Linked DNA regions of Rattus norvegicus: all the other regions are linked to region 1. A link is a contact called in public Hi-C data. All regions are on one chromosome and are shown on one strand. Each heading gives the region's core, a stretch centred on a gene start, on an enhancer-like site or on the middle of the called end of the contact. The rest is flanking DNA. Distances are from core to core; before and after follow the strand shown. Region 1 holds the start of Nrp1 (neuropilin 1). Region 2 has its middle 130 kb from the start of Nrp1. Region 3 overlaps Nrp1 (neuropilin 1).

Region 1 (4,136 bases), core at 974-3,473:
CTCACATATACATACCACATGCAGACACATACATACACATGATTAAAAGTAATAAAAACTAACATTAAAAAAGAAAACGAAACTAAAGATTATTTATTCTCTTCTGTCACTACAAATTCTATGCTATAGCTATGGCAGAAGCCCAAGAGACAACTGTTGCATGACTGCCGTTTCATAAACGTGTCATTGTAAGGGAATTGTCTCTTTTAAAAACTTTTAAATTGGGCTGGAGAGATGGCTCAGTGGTTAAGAGCACCGACTGCTCTTCCAGAGGTCCTGAGTTCAATTCCCAACAACCACGTGATGGCTTACAACCATCTGTAATGAGATCTGATGCCCTCTTCTGGTGTGTCTGAGGACAGCAACAATGTACTTACATATAAATAAATAAATCTTTAAAAAAAACTTAAATTATTTTAATTGTGTGTACATATGGCTGGGTATATGCATGGGAATGGAAGTGCCTGCAGGGTTTAGAAGAGGATATTGGATCCCTGGGAATTGTAGATATAGGTGGTCTTGAGTTACCTAGTATAGGCACTGGGAATTGATCTTGAAAGAGCAGAACCTTCCCTTCACCACAATGCCATTTCTTCTGACCCAAAGGGGTTTTTTTTTGTTTGTTTGTTTTGTTTTGTTTTTATGTTTTTTATTTTGAGAAGATAGTGCCTCAGGTAGCACAGACTGACCTCCAACTCACTCTAACCTCAGAATCCTGATCCTCTTGCCTCCTGTTCCAGAGTGCTGGGATCACGACTCCAGACCACTGCGTGTGGTTGTAAATTGTAGTTTCTTATTCTTTCCACAGTTCTCTCCTTCCATGTCAGATGTTGGTTAGCTCCCAAGAATTCTTTCGATTGTTTTTCTATAGCTGTAGATTGTGTTTTAAAAACAACGCAATGCGTCATCGTCATCTCGAATGCACTTGATTTGGTTTTGAGCTAACTGGGATCCCCGTGTTGTACCCATCCCCATTTGTGCCCTTCAGAAATAGGTGGCTCCAAAGGCCTTCTGGGAGCAATGACTCTCCTCTTATTTCTAACAAATTGATGTGGTTCGGTGAAAGGAGCAGGGTGTTTCCACCCAGCTAGTTCATACTGGCCATGCTCAAACAGGTTGCATCCTCAGCAGTCCCTGAGGTGGTACTGACCACAGACATCCTCTATCCAGCACGGTTAGGGCAGCAGATAGATAAATCACCTGAAGGTGGAAGCAGGCCCTGTCTCCTAGGCAGATCTGTGATATCAAGAGGAGGAATGTGTGCACGAGACCAAAATAAAATCAAACTAGGAATACTGCCAAATTCTTCCTCTGTCTCACACTTGCTCTCCTATAAAGCCAGTCTGTCTCCCTGGGTGGAGAGTTGCAGGTATCTTAAACGGCCTATCTCTTCTTGATGGAATCTTACGGCACAGGAAAAGGCTGTTAACCAGAATGGTTAGCAATATACCAATGGCATGAGCTGACAATTACTAATTAGGGCGGCTGGGTTCCATTTCGCAGCACCCACTGTGGAAAAAAAAGGAATCTAGGGAAGCCTCAGATAAGCCTAGTCCTGGAAAATCAGAGAGAGAGAGTTTTAAGTATGTCTCCCCTAAAGTACACAGAAGGCATGCCTTACCAGTTAGAGAAAAGCTGTCAAGAGAACTTAGGGACTGAGCCAGAAAAACAGGAGTCCTTCACTGGTACCCCAAGCTTCAAAGCCCTTTCTCCCCCTTGTCTCTGGGTTTGAGGAACTGGCTTTCACAGGGAGCACCAGCTGATCACTTAAGTGTCTCACCTGTACCCCTTAGCTCAATCCGACCCAGGGCAGATTGATTAAATAACAGCTTCACCTGGGCGAGCGAGCCGGGCATTGGGATTCCTCTTCCGAAAAAGACAAGGATCTGGATCTCCACAGTTTTGGCCTGATTTCCCTTTTATGTCGACTCGCCAAGTCCTCCGAGACACCGGTCTCTTGGACTCCAGGGCTAAGGTGGCTCCGGGTCACCCTGAGTCTGAGGCTTGCCCAGCACAGTTGGAATTGGCAAGGATGCGCCCGATGCCTGGCGTAGGGAGGTAGGGACACGCGCTCCCTGTGGCAGATTGCCAGCTCCCCTCCACCCCCAGCTTCCCCACCCCGCCACCACTCTTGTTCCTCCCACCTCAGCTTTGCCCTGGGCGCGGCTATCGCCTAGACCTTGCCTGCAGAGGGCCAACGGCCTCGCGACTGCCCCTTCCGCTCGACTCAGGCGTTTGACTCCCAGCCTTCTGGCACGCCCAACCCACCCGGTCTTCCATAAGGGTCAGAGAACCAAAGAGGTAGCTAGTGGCGACTAACGGAGGCGCTCCAGGGCTGGCTCTCTACACAAGGGGGTGGCTTTGCGGTGGGGCAGGGAGGGAGAGGCTGCGTTGGAGGCGGGCTCGGTAACCAGGGCCGAAAAGAAGGCTGGACTCTGGAGCCAGTGGGTCCTGCGCCGGAGCCCAGGCTGGAGATCCGCGCAATGCACAAGCTTCAGTTCAGCGCCCAGTCCAGACACCCAACGCAGATTCCTGGCCTGGGGCACCAGTGTCCCCGGGTGTCCTTTCTCCCTGACTGACCCTAATTTTTCAGCCAAAACCTTTGACCAGAGTCTCCTTGCCAGCAATCCTAAATCTTTGCCAGCCCTTGCACCAGGTAGGAGTTAGTCTCTGTGGTGGTAGTGTGTCTATAAATGCCACCTCCCAGAAGGCGTATGACCTTTTCACCTTATCCACCAGCTCTTTCCGAGGGCATAGAGTCTCTTATACTCGTACTTGATCAGAGGCCTCAACCAGTTTAAGTCCCTGGGTGTCCTTGCTATTCATAAGCCAAACACCACCTGCTGCAGTTCTCGGAATGCCCTGGAGGATGGAACCGGACGACGTGGGGGAGGGGAAGCACTGGGCAGACGCGGGGGACTGGGACGCACCTCTTCTGTGGGTGGCGGGTGAGGCTGGAGGACCAGTAGACACAATTGCCTGTAATCTAAACCTGGCACTACGAGACCCTTGCAAAGATCATCCTGTCACCCTCATGAGGGGTCCTTGCCAGTCTTGTCCTTCCTTCAGGGTGCACAGAAATGGGCCCCTCCACCCTTAGAACCTTGGACCCCTGATTCAGATTCTTGGAGTTCTACGTGGCTGCTCTGTGTCTGTTGGCGGCTGCCCCCTAGCTGAAAGGCGCGCCACCATCCATCCTCCTGGCTCATGTAACCCCAAAGGAGAGGGCACCAAATCTCGGGGAACAATGCAGCCTGCAGCGTCAGGGGTGGAGATGGGGGGTCGGGTACCCAGCCTCGCCTTTATGCACGGCGAGGTGGTCTTGTTCGGCTGCAGCCAGGCTCCGTGCTCCAAGAAGGTCTGCCTATGTTTTACGTGGCAGAGGCACGGTCGCAGTTCTCTAGTAGCGCGTCTCCCAGAACAGCCTTCTTCTTCTGGTCAACAGTCTTACTCGCAGCATTCTGGAGTGCCTGGCTGCTTCCCGCCCCAAACCTCAGGCTGGCACCCAGGAAGTGAAAGCAAGGACTGACGCGTGATCCACACCACCTGGGGCGCGGGTGACTAGGGATTTGGAGTTCCTTGAAGTAGCAGCTAACCCCGGGCTCTCAGAACTCCTGGGCTCCGGGATCCTCAGCCTAGCTCAGTCCTGGGGTGCAGAGATCTCGCCAAGGTAGACTAGCTGATCACTGGGGCTGGTACCACTAGCATTGCCCCTCCTGACACACACGTGTCCTTGCGCTATGGGCACAGACTACTGGCTCCCCAATGACCTTCTTCCCGCGGAGAGCACAGCAGGGTGCCCGGAGGTGGGGTGGAGGGGGGAGCCCAAAGGACCGAAGGAGAAAGCGTGCAGAGAGAAACTTGTGTCTCCGAATCTCCAGCCAGGCAATCACTGGCAGAGCTGTGCGGGGAGGGGGCGGGAGGAAGCGAGGGAAGGGATCTGGGAGGGAGGGGGAGGTCGGAGAGAGAGGCGGGTGCCAGTGGAGAAAGTCCTCGCTCTCCCGCTCATCTTTTCATTGCTCTCTCTCCTTCCCGCAGACAACCCGGACCTCCTCTGGGCGCCAGCTCCTCGGCTCCAACCCGTCCAGAATCAAGCGGGATTTTTTTTTTCTTTCCCTCTAGAAATTGGCTTTGGT
Region 2 (4,136 bases), core at 955-3,454, 130 kb before region 1:
GAGGCAGAGGCAGAGGCAGAGGCAGAGGCAGAGGCAGAGGCAGAGGCAGAGGCAGAGGCAGAGGCAGAGGCAGAGGCAGAGGCAGAGGCAGAGGCAAAGGCAGGATCTGGAGTTCAAGATCATCCTTAGCCATACAATGAGTTTGAGGCTAGTTAATATAGGAACATAAGACCAACCCTATCTCCTATTTTAAAGGGGTGAGTGAGTGAGCTGGGGTGAAGGAGAAAGGGGAGGAAAGGAAAGGTGGCTTAGCTCTTCACTCTCTTTTATGAAGTACACGAAACAACTTGCTATGGGGACTGGGGAACTTCCTATCCTTCCAGCTAGCACTCCCCAAAACTGTGACTGTTTTGATTTCGTCAAATAAAGCAGCCAGAGGGCAATTCTGTAGCTAAATCAGCTGGGAATGTTTGCATCAGCAGAGGTGAGGCCCTCCAGTGCACAGCCTTCCCATGAGTCTTCAATAGGGCAGTGAGTACAGAGACTTCCAGATTCCGCTGACTGAGGAACACACACCCTCAGGATTCCCATCAGGAGTGATCTAATTCCAGTCTCTTTATTTTATAGAGGCAGAAATCAAGTCCCAGGAAATTAAACTCATTTGCCAAGGACTGTTTAGTTGCAGAGATGTCTTTATCTTTATCTGAAATTAATCTTTCTGTTTATTTTTGCTTTCATAGAGACACAATAAAATTCACATAATAATGATATCATTTTGTCTGTTTTCCAAGCAAGCTTATGTACAAAAAAATCACAACTAACTTTTGGGAATTAAAAACATTAATAATAATGAAACTATTTTCCTATAAAACTGGGAGTATAGTTATTTCCAAAGTCCTATTAGGAAAATTATTAGTGCTTCTTTCTCTCACTAGAATTCCCCAAACAAATTTCTTTGATATTTTACTCATTATTTTTATAATTAGGCATAAAGTGATTCAGACTTTATCCATAATTTAGCAGATCCTTGTGGTTATTTCCAAATAAGATTAGTATTTCTGCACATTACAGATAAGCAGTCAGCCACATGTGACATAAAACCCTTCTTCAAATAATTAGGTTTACAACGTGACATGAGCAATTCCTCACTATTAGAAGAAGATAAAATTCATAAGAAACAGAAAAGCCTGCTGTCAGTGAACTGAAGTTAAAGGAGGGTACAAGTAATATTGAGGTGTTCCCATCAGGAAGCAGATATCCCTCAGACACATAATTTTAACCTGTTAGCCGAGAGTGTCCAGCATCTAATACTCAAAATTTTTTTTTTAAAAAAAGCCCATACTGTTAGACTCTGACTCTAAGATGTTATCTTTTTATGAGTGTTCTTATGAGCATGGGTCACCTTTCCACTGAAGCACAGAGAGGCACCTTCTCACCCTGTCAGGAACTTCAGACAGTGATCGGAGGTTCTTACTGTTCCCCAGGAAGTTGTATTGTTACTAGCTACATGGGGAATGACCACATACTAAGATAAAGCAGAATTCTTTAAGTTCCAAACACTTGACCTTAACATTTTGTTGATGAAGAACCACTATTGGGTCTCCAAGAGCACTCAAGTGGGTATTTGTTCAGAGAAGTTTAAAAGCAAAAGTGCCAGGAAACAGGAATCTAAAAACAGAATTGGAACTCTGAGGTGACAGAAGAGGGTGAGCCTTGTAATTCAGTATGCCAGGTCAGTGCTTGCAGAGTGATTGCATCCAGAGTCAAGGTCATCTTTCTGAAGACCATCAGAGGGGAAATGTGGGTTAAAATGGTGCATTTGCCCTGTTTGGGCTATTACCAAATTTCCAAATGAATGGAAACCTGACCTAGGACTTCTACTTCCTGACCTACAGAGACGCTGGAGTATTGGATATATTGAACATTTGTGGTAAACGCTTGTTAATGGAACGGTCCTTACACTGGAGTCTCTATGTCTAAGCTTCCCTCTTCCTTCTCTGGGCTTTCTAATCTGTATTCTTCAGACTTAGCATTCATCTGATGTACTTTCAGACCATTCTGCTATTTCAGATACTACCTTAGCAAAATTTCTAAGTGCTAAAGACTCTTAAAAAACACACTTAGAAGGGAGATTAAGTAAGAATTCTAAGTATGCTGCCAGCCCTGGGACACTTGCCTAGTGACCTAATTTCATGGGAATTTGCCAGGCCTGTTCTGTGGAAGGATTCCAGGCCTATCCCTTCAGCCCCATGGCTTATTCAGCTGACAGTGCACACATCCAGGCTGTTCACATTGTTTTGACCTTCAGAGATTGTCTTTAATGGTGCTCTAGTCACTACATAAATCTTAGGAAATGAAGGGACAGTCATGTGCATGGCTTAAAAAATTTATACAATTCCAAGCTCTTACGTGAAACAGTGTGTGTGTGTGTGTGTGTGAGAGAGAGAGAGAGAGAGAGAGAGAGAGAGTGTGTGTGTGTGTGTGTGTATGTGTGTGTGTGTAGGTACACGTGTGTGCATGTACATTTGTTTGCATACACGTGGCAGCCTGAGACCATCTTTAGATATGGTTCCTTTGGTGCTGTCAATCTAGGTCTGGAACACTCCCAAGTAGTCTAGGCTGCCTGGCCATTAGGCCATAGGGATCTACCTGTCTCTGCTCCTCAGCACCAGGATTTCAAGCACATGTGTTTCTACACCCAGCATTTCAACATGGCTTCTGGAGATCATATTCAGGTCCTATGCTTGTAAGACAAACTCATTACTGACAGTCATCTTCCCAGCCCTAGGAATGGTACATTTTACAGTGAAATTCGACACACGCCCTTTCTCATTATTCTAGACTATGGTCACAACATGCTGAATAATTTCAGAAGCTTCTGTGAATTAATTATCTGTTATCAAGATTTGTTCTGTGTAAGACAAATTTCTTGTTGCCCACATGCTTCTTTGTGTAATTCTTTTTCTCTCTCAGCTCTTTCTGAAGCCAGATCTGAAGTTATTTTAGACACCACTGCCAATTGGACATGGTTTTATATTGATCCAACATTCTCTTCAGAAAACTACCACAAAAGCATTGTGTGTTGGTCATTCAGAACTGCACTTTTAATTTTCTTTTATCCACAGGCTTATGACCTTTCCAGAACAGTTATACCTGGTTCTCTTCCCCCATCTGGAAATGTTACAATGGCCTCTGGTCAAAAACCATGAACTCAAGTCTTTATAACCCTATACACTCTGCTCAGGGCACTAATGAAAAGAAAGAAACCTATGTTATTATCCCACATGGGTTTGTTTCTATTTCAGCCAGGGTTGGGAGAACTGGAGAGATACTCAATTGGTAAAGTGCCTGGTATGCCAGCATAATTACCTAATTTAGATCCCTAGCACCTACTAAAATCCAGGCATAATGGTGTGCACCTATAAGTATAGTGGTGGGGGTAGGGTGAGGGTGGGGCAGATCTCTAGATCTTTCAGATAAGCCAGATTAGGCAAACGGTTGCTCAAAAAAAAAAAAAAAAGAAAAAATGAAAGCAATAGAAACAGATATCTAATATCAACTTCTGACATCCATGAAATGTAAACACATATATCTCTACATACATGTACACACACAAATATGTACTCATGCGTATATTACATGCAAATACATATACAGAAATATTAAGATAAAAGGCTTTTTGAACTTTCATGCATTTATATATGTGGGATAAGGGGACAGTAAGACCAGAGATAGATCTTGAGTGTCTTACTCAATTGCTGTCCACCATATGTTTTTAGATAAGGTATCTCACTGGGCTTACCCCTGGGATCTGCAGGTTTCCACCTCCCCAGCACTGGGATTATAGAGAGTTATTGTCAGGCTTAGGTTTTTTTATGTGGGTTCTGGGGAATCAAAGTCCAGGCCCCATGCTTTACAGACTGAGTTTCCCCCAGCCCATGAACATTTATATATCACTTATTATGTAATGTGGCACAATAATTCTAAAATATCCCATACTTACTTGAAACAAGTTAGTTTATGTTATCCAGAAGCTACCTCATTTTGTTTTACAAAATAAAGTAGAAGCATGTTGTTATTGTACCAAAAGTAGATGTAGCGAATTTTCTGACAAAGCCCTTTAGGTAATGGTTCAAGGAAGTTTATTCCAGATAGATAGATAGATAGATAGATAGATAGATAGATAGATAGATAGA
Region 3 (4,136 bases), core at 589-3,088, 140 kb after region 1:
GGGACTGACCTCATGACTTCCCTGAAGGCCCACTTCTCAAACTCTGGAAAGTATTGAATGCCTCAAGGTGTAGGTCAAGTTTAATACTTAAGTCAGTGAGAAGGGTATAGACCTGGTCTTTCACTCTTGAAACAGAACGCTGTATTTAGCCTTAGAATAAAGTCCATGACTCCTCATGCCTTCTGGATGCTTTATGATAAAACATGCCAGGATGTATGGCATACTTGAAAATTGCTACAAGAGTTTTCACTACCACAACCATTAAAAAGTGGGGTGTAGGGTAATGCATTTGCTAATTAGTGCAATTTAGCGCGCGCGCGTGCGTTTGTGTGTGTGTGTGTGTGAGAGAGAGAGAGAGAGAGACAGAGACAGAGACAGAGAGGGGGAGAGAGAGAGCGAGAAAGAGAGAGTGATTGTGTATCATAGAGACAATATTTATTTGTTCATTTAAAAAAGTTGTAAGCAAATGTCTTTTCATTTAATGCTGTTAGAGTTGAGACTATAGATCAATTGATATGGGGCTCCCTTTCAAGCCTAAGGACCTGAAGTCAACTCCTAGAATACACACACACACACACACACACACACACACACACACACACACACACACACACACAGCATAGTAGCAACAAGCTTATAGCTGGGGTCCCCGGGACTCACTAGCCAACAATCTGGCCTACTTGTGTAGTCCTGTTTCAAAGGATCTAAGTGATATTTCTGACACGACACCTTAGATTATCTTCTGGCATCTGCATGAGCATGCCCCTGCACACTTAATGTGAATCTGCACACACAGGTAAACATGCACAAAACATACATAAAATGAAAACAAAGCAATCTTACGGTAATGTTGTTTGAATTAGATATTGTGGTAGACCAAGAATCAGTCAAATGTGATTGGTCCTGGCAGGAACTAAAGTAAGAATTTTCTGTGGGGAATGTGTAAAGATGTGAGCTTGTAACATTATTGCATGCTACCTTTGTTTTCTTACTTTGGTATGATGCTACTCTTATTTTTCAGGAGGCACCACTGTCCTGGCCACAGAGAAGCCAACCATTATAGACAGCACCATCCAATCAGGTATGAAAACCTAAAGTGTCTATATTCCATACACCCCTTCCAATCCCACTCCCAAAATAGCATCACACTGAGGTTTCTGGCTTCCATTGCTCTAAAGGCCTAGGAGAACAGCAAGGCTATAAAAGCCACATGCTTTTGGTCCCCGGTAAGCCCCAGTGAACAAGGTTCCCTTCCTCATCAGTCACTGCTGAATGACAAGTCCCAGCTACCCCCCTCCCCCAGGGAATTGAGAGACATACTTTGTTTAATTGCAGCACAGCTCTGATGTGGCCTGTGTTTGCAAACTAGAAGAAGGAAATCTCACAAGCCACAGCCTAACTATTTATTTTCATCACCATTCTGCAGAATCAAGAAGCGCAAAGTTTGTCTGTTGTGCCTGCCACAGAGTTGGCAGTTTTACAACAGCACTTACAGAGGGTGTGCCACAAGACTGGCTCAGGAAACCAAGGTTTACACTGTGCCTGGGCAGAGAAACACCCTGGGAGCATCCCCCTTATCCTCTCGCTCAGAGGAAAACCCAAGGACTCTGTACGCCCAGTGGTGCGGGTTATCAAAGGCTGCCCTCCTTTGTTTTCTGTTCGTATTCTGTGACATTCTTCCCTACAGACTCACATGAAGGGAAGCAGTTGTATAAGCAACCAGAGGGATTTTTTTTAAATACTTTGGAGTTAATCATTAGTGGAAGGTGAGAGGGTCAGCTTCCCAGATACTTTCATTTCCTTTATTGAAGTTCACTCAGCCTTGGCCTCTGCAGTCATTTATTAATGGACCGTGTGGTGTGTGTGTGTCAGTGTTTCCTCCACACTGACTGCCTCACAGAGGACTAGAAAGGACTTCCCTAATTAGCATGCTTCCTTAAAGGCCACCGTCACCATTGACCCGATTAAACTGCAAAGCAAACTTCTGCAGAACTTTCTCCCAGTTTTCAGGAGTTCAGCTGACAAAATGCTTGTTCCCACATAGCCCCAAACCCCTCAGTCACCTCAATCCACCAAGTGCTGTGTTCCTGCTCAGACCTGTTGTAATTTGACTTTGGGGCTCTAGCCTAAGATGTTGCTAGGCTCTGAACCCAGGCCCTAGCAGCCACAATAAGCTAGGTTTGGCCACCTATCCTCAACAGGTCATTCAAACAAACAAGTAATAGTGACAAGCAGAGAAAGACGATTTATTCACATTGGGAAGAGGTCCAGTGACCTGACCCTCAACTCCATCTCAGAGATTCAGACGTGGGTTGTGTGTTTAAATGGAGGGCAAGAGGCATGCCGTCAGCCTGTGTGAAGTCTTCCCAGAGACCAAGTTCTCCCTCTGGCTGGCCCAGCCTGCAGCCTTCCTCCTCCCAGAATGAGATTCACAAGGAAATTCCAATGTTGCTTTAATAGTCTGATGACAAAGGAAAAGGCACAGTGTCTGTTCGCAAATATTTTACTCTTACCTGTCTGTTACCAGGATGAAAGCCCTGGTCTACATGTCCCAAGTAGGGTTTCTCTGTAGGGTTGAGGCTGTGGAACTATGGCTCTCAATACACTGTCTTTGGCCCTCTATCAGGAAGAGGACGAGTGAATATATGAGGTTGTGATGGCGCCCTATGCACTTTAGCTGCTCATCTAGTTTCCTCTCTTGCTAGAAAGGATTAGAAGCACCCTGAAATAGTGAGCTCACCTGCTTCATCCACCTCTCTTCTCCCCTATTAAACGAGATAGCGCTCTTCAAAAAGAGTGTAAATGAAGGCATTGGCGACCACACCGGTAGAGGTTTCGATAACACGTTTGACAGGACCTCTAGGTCACGCTTGTGAAGGTCTTATAAACAAGGGGCTGTCAGCCCAATCTCAGGGTCTGCCGAAGTCAGAGGGCAGGTGTACACAGAGCATGAATCAGTAAGATTTGTTGCTACCACCATCTAGACAAGACTGGTTCAAACAGCCTGCCTGGTCATAGAGATAGACAATGTCTATATGGTTTCCTGTTTATTCCATTGTCTGAGTTATAAATCTGGTCCTCACCTCCTCACTGGAGGGTCATGCACTGTGTGACCTTTAAAAGCTATATGTTCGCTGTAACCTTCTGGTTAGGTCACTGCATGGGCCTCACAGGGAGGTAATGTGCTTCCAGACAGGTCTAGCTCAAGGTGAGGCCTCCCACACTTCACAGGTGGCCACAGACAGACCCTACTCCTTCATCAAGATTCTGTTTTCATGAGCAGTTGCAAACGAAGCAGAATCTTAAGATTCTGTTTTAAGGGCCGAGTGGGTATCTCAGTGAGTATATGTAAGCACTTACCCCTGCTGTGCAAGCTTGGGGACCTGAGTTCAATCATCAGAATCCACACAGAAACAGGGTGTGTGGAGTATGCATGGAGGTGGAGACAGGCAGATCCCAGTGGCTCACTGACTAGCAGGCCTAGCCTACCCGGCAAGTTCCAGGCCCCAGTGAGAGCCGATTACAAAACAGGATGGTGCCTGAAGAACAACATCTGAAATTTACCTCTGACATACATATAGACACATACCCATGCATGAACATGTCCACACACACACACACACACACACACACACACACACACACAGAGACAGAGACAGACAGAGAGAGATTCATCTTGAAGATTCTGATCAATATAATACACTCAGCACAGATACAATATCCATATACTACCTAGGTTGTCATTAGAGACATAAAAGGCTATTCATGCTTGGATAGACTTCCCTGTTTAATGCATTTCTCGTTGCAAAGGACTTTCACCCTCTGAGGGTCTTTCCACATCCCCACAGCAGCTCACAGTATTTTGGTGACTTATGATTGTGTGGGCTTCCGTACCACTTGCTTGGACTTTAAGACCAGCTGATAACCAAGCAGTGATCATGCTAGATAGGAACCTTGACTAGAAAATTAAATCTTTGCTTACATCCTGTGCTTAATGACCCAACTGCAGGCAAGATCCTTTCAGTAGTGCAGCTGGCATTTGCTCACAGAAGCCATAAATTTGTTTTAAGCTCAGAATATTGTTTCCTGCTATTTTTAAGAAGGGATTTAGTCCAATTATTACTATTGAATTTAAT

Evidence for each region. Hi-C and Micro-C count contacts between places; a contact is called where the count stands out from the background.
Region 2: a contact with region 1 is called in a Hi-C map of kidney, with 2.9 times the contacts expected there. The contact joins the enhancer-like site here to the promoter of Nrp1 in region 1. A contact is called at or near these places in 4 of 12 Hi-C or Micro-C datasets (the Rat2 cell line, Schwann cells, kidney and 1 more).
Region 3: a Hi-C map of hepatocytes shows a contact between it and region 1, with 2.5 times the contacts expected there. The contact joins the enhancer-like site here to the promoter of Nrp1 in region 1. A contact is called at or near these places in 12 of 12 Hi-C or Micro-C datasets (the A7r5 cell line, the Rat2 cell line, Schwann cells and 7 more) and 1 of 1 datasets of contacts at active chromatin or transcription factors (oligodendrocytes).

The regions. Positions count from the first base shown.
Region 1 is chr19:73,254,334-73,258,469 of GRCr8, forward strand. It overlaps Nrp1 (neuropilin 1), which reads left to right and starts at 2,224. Exons shown (of 18, transcript NM_145098.2): 1 at 2,224-2,301; 2 at 4,039-4,136.
Region 2 is chr19:73,123,472-73,127,607 of GRCr8, forward strand. No RefSeq gene overlaps it. Among named protein-coding and RNA genes, the nearest start is that of Nrp1, 130 kb to the right of the region's middle. Within about 2 kb of position 2,205, at least 19 of the 93 cell types and tissues checked have an H3K27ac peak or open chromatin away from gene starts, as enhancers often do. A contact at or near this core is called in kidney, where this site is marked.
Region 3 is chr19:73,392,678-73,396,813 of GRCr8, forward strand. Nrp1 (neuropilin 1) reads left to right here. Exons shown (of 18, transcript NM_145098.2): 13 at 1,022-1,081. Among named protein-coding and RNA genes, the nearest start is that of Nrp1, 140 kb to the left of the region's middle. Within about 2 kb of position 1,839, at least 13 of the 93 cell types and tissues checked have an H3K27ac peak or open chromatin away from gene starts, as enhancers often do. A contact at or near this core is called in hepatocytes, kidney and liver, where this site is marked.